Linked DNA regions of Columba livia: region 2 is linked to region 1. Evidence: chromatin contacts called from public Hi-C data. All regions are on one chromosome and are shown on one strand. The core of a region is the stretch at or near the end of the contact, and the rest is flanking DNA. Distances in the headings are between cores, read along the strand shown. Region 1 holds the start of NKX6-2 (NK6 homeobox 2). Region 2 overlaps INPP5A (inositol polyphosphate-5-phosphatase A).

The links. A called contact is a pair of places that touch in the nucleus more often than the background predicts.
Region 2: a contact with region 1 is called in a Hi-C map of crop, with 2.3 times the contacts expected there. The contact joins the enhancer-like site here to the promoter of NKX6-2 in region 1. A contact is called at or near these places in 2 of 2 Hi-C or Micro-C datasets (crop and liver).

The regions. Positions count from the first base shown.
Region 1 is chr6:432,381-437,099 of bColLiv1.pat.W.v2, reverse strand. NKX6-2 (NK6 homeobox 2) reads right to left here and starts at 3,209. Exons shown (of 3, transcript XM_065066619.1): 1 at 2,409-3,209; 2 at 1,843-2,015; 3 at 234-1,028. The coding sequence starts at 2,823. The coding sequence ends at 780.
Region 2 is chr6:563,261-568,186 of bColLiv1.pat.W.v2, reverse strand. All of the region lies in intron 4 of INPP5A (inositol polyphosphate-5-phosphatase A), which reads left to right. Among named protein-coding and RNA genes, the nearest start is that of INPP5A, 79 kb to the left of the region's middle. Within about 2 kb of position 3,441, at least 1 of the 3 cell types and tissues checked has an H3K27ac peak away from gene starts, as active enhancers do.

The sequences.
Region 1 (4,719 bases), core at 1,960-4,459:
CAGGCGCTGGCCGAGCGGCTCTGGAGAGAGCGGCCCCAAAAATGAGGGCCCGGACTAGTAAAGCGAAAGACAGAAATTGCCTTGCGACAGGCTCGGTGGAGCCCGAGCCCTGCGCTCCCCTGGCCCGTGTTTCCCCCGGCCAAATCCCGCAGAGCGAGGGCGAAGCCGCCCCCGAGGGCTCCGCAGGACGGCGACCCCAAAACCAGTAACGCGGAAAAAAAACTTGCTCAAGAGAAGCTTGTTAAATAATTTATTGGTTTATACAAAGTCTCTCCAGCGCGTGTGGAGACATTATTTGATCCCAATGTAAAATCAAGTGTCCATTTTTCTCTCGTGCTTTTTTGGGTTGTTTTCTCTTCTGATATTGTTAAGCATAAAAATCTAGAGGCAGGAGAAATCAAACCGCCAAAACACTGAGTAGAGGGAAGGAGTAAAAGAAAACAGCCGTTTTTACACTAGAAATATACATCACAAAGTCTGAAATTTACTATATACAAAGTGGCTGAGCTTGGATTTGGCGACCCATACGAAACAACAAAATCTGATTGTTAGGAGCAGGAAATCGGCAAGAAGGATAAAGGAAAGGGCGGGCAAACCTTAAAGCGACACAAAACTAAAACCAAGAAGTTGGAAAAATTCCTCTGAAATTTACATCGATGAGAAGGAAAATAATTTCATAACTTATTCTGTAAAAAATATATACATTTCACATACATCTTAGGCTGTACAACACACCACTTTAAACACCCAGTTACAATTCGTTGCAGCCGCCGGTGCCCTCACAAGGTGTCCGAGCTGGTGCTGCAGGGGCTGACGAGGGACAGGTTCGTGGATTTGTGCTTTTTCAATAGCCTCGTGATTTTTTCGTCGTCCGAGTTGGGGTCCAGGGGTTTGTTGTATTCATCATCGTCCTCATTGTCCGAGCTCTCCTTCAGCTTCTCCGTCTCCGAGTCGTGTTTCTTCTTGGCCGACGCCATCTCTGCCGCGTGCCGCTTCCGCCACTTGGTCCGTCTGTTCTGGAACCAGACCTGGGCCCGGCCCGGGCTCGGCTCAGCTCGGCTCGGCCTGGGCCCCGGCTCGGCTCAGCTCGGCCGCGCCGCCCCCGCCCGCCCCTTCCCTTCGCTTGCCCAGCGGGGGCTCCGGCTGCCCCCGGTGCGGGGCCGCGCCGCCCGGACAGCCCGGGAGGATCGCGGGGACGCGCTCGGGTCACCCCCGCTGCTCCGGAACGGCGCCGGGCGACAATAAAAGCAGCGCTTTTGCAGAATAATCACCTGTTGGAAATTGAATGTGGTGGCCAGAAAAATCAGTATCTCTGGCTCCCCGTGCACGTCAACGCCTCAATGCGCCTGAGGACTTCGGTACAAAATTTGCGTGACTGTGCAAAGTGGAGTCGTGTCAATTGGCCTCGGATTGAAAGCAATCGCTTGCGGGGAGCTTTTTTGTTTGGGGGCTGGTTTATTGTGGTGTTTGGCGTGTTTTGGGTTTTGTTTTTTAACGTGTGCGTAGGATTTTGTTCTATGGATTTTATTTGGTGGTTTTGTTATTGCCGTTGGGTTTTTGTGCGCTTTTATTTTTTTTTTTGTTTCTTAAATCGTTTGCAGCACAAAGAAATCCAAGCACAAAATCAGTTACGTAGAGGTTGGCCTAAAATCCATCCAATACCCAAACGTAATTTTAATTATAATGGACTTTAAAGATATCCCTGTAGGATTGTAGAGATTCAACGGTCGCTGAAAATTACCGCAAAAACACAAGGTTACGTGCTGCCTCGGCAGCGAGCGGGAGGTGGCGGCCCCGACAGTCCGCGCCCAGCCCGGGACCCGCGGGGACAGACCGACCTACCTTCACCTGGCTCTCGGTCATCCCCAGAGAGTAGGCGAGCCGAGCTCTCTCCGGTCCTGCCAAGTATTTCGTCTGTTCGAAGGTTTTCTCTAAAGCAAAAATCTGCTGCCCAGAGAAAGTTGGTCGCGAATGTTTCTTCTTGCCGTCCTTGTCCAAAACCATCCCCGTCTGAGCTAAAAGCAGAGGAGAAACAGCTCCGTCAGAGACCGGGTCTGCACCGACGCCGCCCGGCGCGGAGCGGGGCGCGGGCAGCCGCGGGGCTGCTGGGGTGGCCGCCGCCGCTCGGCGCCGCTGGCTCCAGAGCACGGTTTGGTCCGGGGACATCTCGGGGCGCCGCGGCGGGCACAGGTGACCGGCACCGACCCGCCTTCGGGGTGCCGCGCTCTCCTGCCGGCCGGCCGCCCCGTCTACCGCGCTCTCCCACCGGCCGACAGGGCGAGGGGCCGCCCTGGCTCCAGGCTCGGCCGCCCGGAGGGGATCCCACGACTCCCGCCGGGCGGGACCCCAGGCAGGCTGCCCGGGAGGCACTGCGGGCCGCGCTCCCCGCCGGAACCGGCCGCACTTACCGGGACAGGCGAGCCGCGGGTCTCTCCAGGGAGACCCCTGCACCACTCCCGGCCAGAAAATGGGGGGCCGCCCCGGCAGCTCTGCCAGCGGCTTCGGGTAGCGGGAGACGGCGGCGGGGTTGAAGTACATCCCCGCCGATGCCGCCAGTCCGTTGATGCGGGGCAGCCCGCCTAAGAGGTTGCTGGCGGTGCCCACGGGCCGCCCCAGGATGTCGCTTATTCCGTGCGGCGTCCCCAAGGGGAGCTGCGTGTTGAGTCCGCCTAGGGCCGGTGCCTTGAAGCCGGAGGGATTCTGCAGGGTGTAGGGGAAGAGGGAGGTCTTCATCTCGGCCATGTTGTGCAGTGCGGCCAGCGGCGTACTGCTGAGGACGAACGCGCTCTGGCGATTAGCATCCATTTGCCCCACCGCTAACATTTGTGGTCATCAGCGAGCGCGGGTCCTTCTCCAACCGCGCCGGCAGCCGCTGTGACCCCGCGCCGGGAGCGCCGGCCGGGCGGGGAGGCCTCTTCTCCGCTGCAGGTTCACAGCGCCAGCAAGTACCCAAGTTCGCTGAAGTAGGAAAATCCCGGCGTCTCTCCACCCGGCCCCGCAGCTCGGCGGTGCGCACCGCGAACTTCCCGGCGGGAGCGCGGAGAAAGACAAGTCGGGGCAGAATAGCGGAGAGGGATCCTGGGGAGAACAGGCCCCGGCGGCTGAGGCACCGGGCGCGGGATCCGGCGGGAGGGGCCGGGCAGCGCTGGGCTCCGCACCTCGCCCGGTCCCGTGTCCCGGCGGCAGCAGCGGGGACGCTCCGCGCCGCGCCCCGGGGCGCAGATAACCGCGCGGGCACCTGCGGGCTCCGCGCCCATTGGGCGGCCGCCTCCCCGCGCCGGCTCCACGGCCCAATCGGCGGGCGGCGAGCGCCCCCACCCCGATACGTCACGGCCGGACCGGGCGGCCCCGGGCGCCGTGGGAGCGCGCGGGCCCGCACGTGGCCGCGCCACGGCCGACGGGACCCCCGCGCGCGCCCCGCCCGCCGCGCCAGCGCGGGGTCAGCGGGGTCAGCGCCGCCGGGGCCGCCCGGACCCGTCCCGGTGCCGCCCGGACCCGTCCCGACCCGCCCCGTCCCGTCCGGGGCCGCGGCGCGCTGAGCGGCGGGACCTCCGCTCCGAGTCCGAAGAGCTCGGCCCCGGGAGAGCGTCCCGCGGCATGGACCGGGCGGGCCGCCGAGCGCCGCTGAGGTGCGGGGGGACGGCGGCTTCGCTGCCCCGGGGCTGCCGAGCGGGCGAGATGCGCGTTCCCTCCCGACCCGCTGCCCTTCGGTCGGGGGTTCGGTTCCCTCTCCGGTTGCACTGCAGCCGTTCCCCTTGCGATAGAATCGAACGTTTAAAGCACAGCTGTAAGACTGATCTAACGTCCGGGGAACAACTGTTTCGCTCAACCTCTTTGTGGCCGGTTTTGCAACCGGCGTCGGAGCGCTCCCCCTTCCAGCCCGGCGGAGAGGGCTCACCCTGGGCTTTAAAAGGAAAAAGAAAGGCTGTTACATCATCGCGGAACGAAGCTCGTTCGTACAAATACAATTGCCACTGATATTCCTCTTAATCGAAAACATGCTTACTTGACAAGAAAATAAGAATACGGATTTTAGCTTTTTATAGAAAATAATTTCGGAAACGGGATTTATTGTGCGTTCTTCGCCTTACAACTGCCTTCTATGGTTTTGATGCATTGTTAACCAAGGAAAATATTAACCACAGTACGTGGGGCAGCAAAACTTTTCAAAGTGTTCAGAAAGTAAACATGAATCGACTTCATCATATCAAAACAATTATTAAAAGGCGCGTTCGTTTGGATGTGGTTATGTCTGTCGTCAGAACGGTTTGCAGGTGAGTAAAGTTTCATTTAACCCTAAACAACAGCTTTAATGTCAAAGTAAGTTTGGGAAGCAATTACTCGGGCTCAATCAGTGATATTTATTTTCGGTTGCTCTAACAGTCTGTGTGTTATTATATGCATCCTCGTAAATAGCTTAACGTATAAACGTGGAATTAAAAATCATGCAGCCCTTAAAGAAGCTTAATAAACGCCTCCGTTGCTTTTTCTGTGTTTTGAGCAGCAGCACTCTTGCGAGTAGGAACGGGTTCATGGAGCTCCCTTGACGAAGCTCCACCAGCTCTCTGTCCGGTCTCATTTCTGCAGCGCCCGCGAATCCCGGGAGGAGCCGGCGAGCGCCGTCTGCTCTCTCGTCCTGCGGCGCGGCGCAGCCTCCCCGGGCCGCGGGAGGAGGCCGAGGGCGGCAGGCGGGGCGCGACCCCCCGCCCGAAATCCGCG
Region 2 (4,926 bases), core at 2,192-4,691, 130 kb before region 1:
CGCTGGCTCTCAGGAGCCTGCGTTTCCATGCTGTGAGAAATGGCAGAGTCCCTGCTCTGCTCTTGAAGGTGGCAGACAGAGAGGAGTTGCAGCGGCCACGAGAGTGGGTTTGTCCATTAACAAAGAGAGAAGCTTGGCTGGTGTTTTAGACGTGTGTTAAAAAGCCCCTTAGGCAATTACGTCTTTATTGTACAGTCTAGAACATATCCCCGTTTCCTCCGAGTCAGCACTTGGTGCACGCTTGCGGGAGTTCGCATTTTTCGGTGTTCCTTTGCTAGGTGTCCTTGCTGTTGCCCGATGGTTCAAATATAGTTAAGCTCCTGTGTTTATTGTGTTTAAGACAAGGAGACATGATCAATTAAGAGCAGTAAAGCTAGAGCTCTGTAAGTGGCTTTACGGAGCCGATCGCGTTGGTCGTTGTCCGCCTCCCTGCACAGCTGCATTTCGTCAGCCGCTGTTTGCTTTTGTTCCCGTGCATCTTGTCGCTGCCCAGAGGCTCCTCGGGAGCACCCAGCAGATGTTTCCGGTCAGGTTCCCTCGGGCGTGTCCAGGGGCAGCAGGTTGATTACATTCCTGGCGTTCATGCTGGTTTTTTTACAGCCCGTGCCTGTGTGTCTAGTGTCGATGTGGCTTGATACACAAGCATCCCGCCTGGCTCACAGATTCGTAACACACATGCATAAAAACATGCAAACTTCCCCTGGTTATGATTTTTTTAATAAGTCAGTAGCTACGTAACTGTTGCTAATTGTGTTCGGTTTGTCCCTGTAGGTTCAGGTTGGTGTTTTGGCCGGAGCGTCTGCTGGTTCAGTCGGTGGCCGCGGTGCCGGCGGAGGCCTGGCCGGCTGTGCCGGGGCCGGGCCGTGTATCGCGGAGCACAGAGGTGATTGAGTGCGGTGTCACAGCTCCGCACCTCGGAAACAAATATTCTGCAACAAATCTATTGCTGAACATGCTGAAAAATTGTTAAGCTCTTAAAGAGCTGAAAGGCTTGTTAGCGTTTGTTGACAGAAAACCGCTGAGGCAGCGAACGTGAAAGGGAGAGCAGCGGGTTCAGTGGCCGACTGGGAGTTCGGGTTCGTGGCTCTGTTCGCTCGCGTGCTTTCTCTGGGACGAGGCTCCCGCGATTCTGCCGGCTCCCGGGAGCCTCTTCACTCCTGCATTGAGAACCGCTCCGGTTACTCCATTTCAGTTGTGCTCGGAGAATTTGTCCAGTTACCTTTTGTGAAAACCGTAGGAAAGTCTTAATAAGTCAGGACTTGTTATTTTTTTCATATAAATTACAGTTTCCTTCAGGTGTTTGGATGAATTTTGCTGAAGGGGCCGATCCCACAGTGTTTGGGTCTGTCGTGACCAGCTCCTCCCTCCCCAGAAAGGGTCCGTTTGTCCCAGAGCCGTGTGTGGTGTGAGACCCTGCTGGTGCGGCCACCGCGACCCCGACGAGCCGCCCCTGCTGCGCGGTCTCAGCGGCGCTAGTGTGCACAGTGCGTGTGGAGATCAGCCGAGAGTGATCATCTGTTAATGCGCTTTGGGGTTGCTTGTGTTCTCACAGGCTAATAAAAGCCTCTTAGGAAAAACACGGCTGATACTAGGCGGAGTATTAAAAAGAAAAGTAATTTTCAAACAGAACAATTGTGAGCATAAACAAATACCAGTCTGCTCCCAGTAACACTGGGTTTGTTCCTGCGGAACTGATGTTATTGCTTTAAAATCTTATCAAGTGAAATTTTAAAAGCAAAAAGAAGCCGAACGCTTTTCCTGTGTTCAACAGTGAAGATACGTTTAATAATTCTGAGTCTGTCAGTTGTGGTACATTTTACCAGTGTGTCCTTTACTCTAACAGCAGCATGATCGCTGGTAATTAATAAGCTTTGTAAAGCAAACACAGGTCAACATGTGCATGATAAATGGAGCTATTATTGTACATAGGGAAACAATTAATTTGTTGCTCCATATGGTCTGGTGTCCATTAACATGCCCTGCTGATAACGCAGACCAGAAAAGCCGCAGTAGAGTGCGGAGAGGTTTGAGCTTGTGTACAAAGGAAAGGATTCTGATCATCGGCGCACACGCCGATTTGAAAGTAGCGTCTTCCCGCCAGCTGTGCGTACCTGCGGGGCCGCGGGGCCGCACTCGCGTCGGATCCATTTTTGATGCTCATTAAGGAGGGAAATGTTTTCAGGTGTCAGTGCATATACTGCATAAAGTTGTCAACCATGACAATTTCACTGTGGTGTGAGAACAATGTTGCTTCGTATTTCCCAACTTAATTTTAAAAAAGCTCCCAAAGAACTCTGTTTGATTTCCTGTCTGAAGTTCCGTGCAGAAGAGCGATCTGTGAGCAGCACAGGCGCGTGGACCGAGCGCTGGGGCCGGTCGGCTCGTGTGCCGGTCGGCTCGTGTGCCGGTCGGCTCGTGTGCCGGTCACGGGCGGGAGAGCAGAGCGGAGCGGGGAGCACCGGGGGGGCAGAGCAGCCGGGGCTGCGCCGGCTCGAGGTGCTGTCTGCCCGGCTCTCTAAACACGGCCCTTTGCTTCCGGCCTGGGGCACTAGCTTTAGAATCGGGAGTTTTCATAATTATCAGAGCAAAAGTGATCAAGTCAGTAATAGTCAGTGTGTTTCCGTGTTAAAAAAAATACAAAACCAAAAACCAAAACCAACCAAAACAACCCCACACAACAACAAACCCAACCCAAAGCGAACACACACAACCCCACGCATGCAAACCAACGCGCTGGGCGTATGTTCCCCCACTTGTGCCCGTTGTCTTCCGAGTTCCGCGTCTGCCGCTGTTCTGTCAGGAGGAAGCTGGTCTTCATGCAGGCAGGTGGAGCCAGGGCTTCGGCTCGGCCTGCGCCGTTCCCGGTGCGTCAGGAGTCAGCAGTGCGGAATCAAACCTGCACGACTCCCTCAGCTTGCCTTAGTTGTCATTTAAAATTCTGTTTGGGATGGACTTAATGCATTTAATTTAAAAACTTTAAGTAGTTTAAGTTTAGGGGTTTTTTCTTCATTATTGTGAAAAGAATTTAATGTTCTTTGGTTACGGTTTTAGGGCCGTTCTTTTACCATTTCATCGAAGAAACTCTGTGATCTGATAGATTTTCTGATGAAATGCTTGAGACACCGTGGATGTTCGAATTGTCCTGAGATGCATTTTTCTTGAGAGCCCGTGGCAATCTGCAGTGTGCTTTTTAGAAACACTGATTGATGAATTCTGCTGTAATTTAAACGAAAAGTTAATAAGACAGGCCTACATGGATCTGGTGCGAGTTATTAGACCTGTAAGGCACTTTAATATATGCCATTTATTATTTAAAGAAGTGCAAGCCAAAAATGTTTCGTGTGCACTAATAAAAATTCCATATAATGATATCGGAGAACTTCCGGAAGTGCGGGGGTCGGAGGATCCGCCAGCGGTGTGCGGCGCGGGTGCGGGCGGAGCCGCTCGGCTCCGCGGGGCCTTGTTGCTCCCTGAGCGGCCTGTGCAGAGGGCGCTTTCCACGGTTCCTCATCCTTCACTTAAATCCATGACATTCGGTGTTTCGCTTTTGCTGTCTGCTTCAAGGAATCAGATATTGATGCTCTGGCCAGCGTTTTGCCTAAATCGCCGTGGTTTTTGGTGCGCCGGAGCCGCGGAGCTGAGCTCGAGCCCCGGCAGCTCGGCGCGTTCTCGGCTGGTCGGGCTGGAAATACAACCCGACTCTTGTGGCCGTCTCATAAAGTTTAAGGTTTTCTATTATGAAAATCTCCCTTTGAAATAATAAATGACTGGAGGCTGTCACGGCAGGTCTGGAAAGGCCAGCACGTAGGGTGGGCCGAGGTTTCATCTGAGCGTGGTTGAGTTTTATAGATCTATTTATGAGATCCAATACTGTAATGATGTAATTTTACTTGTCTAATAAATGTAGCTGTACAAGCGAAGGATAGCAAACATTTCCATTGTGACCAAAATCCTTTAAACTGCAGCCGCTTTGATCCTGGAGCTCGTGCTATTTAATAGATGCTGGCTATTCTTCTAACAATCACAATTATTTAAAGGGTTTTCAAAAGGGATAGAGCAAATCAAATAAAACAATTACTGTTGTATCTCATTCTGAAGTTAAGTGTATTTTTTTATGTGGGTCTTGTTTGGTGTCTCCTCCCAGTTTTCATCCATTATCACGATAATTGAGTTTGTAGCTGGAATTACATTTCTCAAATTGCGTTATCCCCTTCAGAAATTGGACAGGCGTCCTGGCGGGGCGCGCGCGTAATCCGCTTTGCCAGAGCCTCCCGTGGCACCGCGGCAGCAGGCTGAGCCGGCTCAAGCGTTTCCCTGTCACCCTGGACACGATGTAATTTCTCCTCAATCCCTTGTGCAAATAATGACATTTGAATCGAGCATTAACAGGCTTAATTACTTTAAAATTGTCATTTTAATTTACACTGATATAGTATTGATCATACAAGCAGAGATTAAGCTGTTCAGTGGAGCGGATGATGGGGAATTAAACATTAAAGGGTCCTCGTGGGGCTGAGAGGCCGCCCAGCAGTGCCAGAAGAGGAATGATATTTCTCCGTAATGAACTGGCGGCATGCAGGGACATGAATCTTTGCCCTACTGGAAAAAGGGAAATAATGGGGTTTGGGAAGCATTTGCAGGTTATTCATTCGCTGCCATGCACCAATTCTCCAGTGATTCATCCACCTCACCAACATTTATTTATCTAGCAAATTCAGGAGCGCTGACCTTTCTGCTAAGTACATTTAAATAGGACGGAGAGAAATATTTCAGGTGTAACTTTTTACAAATGTTAGTTATTGTTTCTCATTTCTGACTAATATTAAGCAGTTATTCAATCTGCCCTGCGTACTTGTGCCCGGCCGCGCACTTCATAAAAAGCTGCAGGTATTGCGGGATTCGATGAGCTCCTCGAAGTCCTTGACC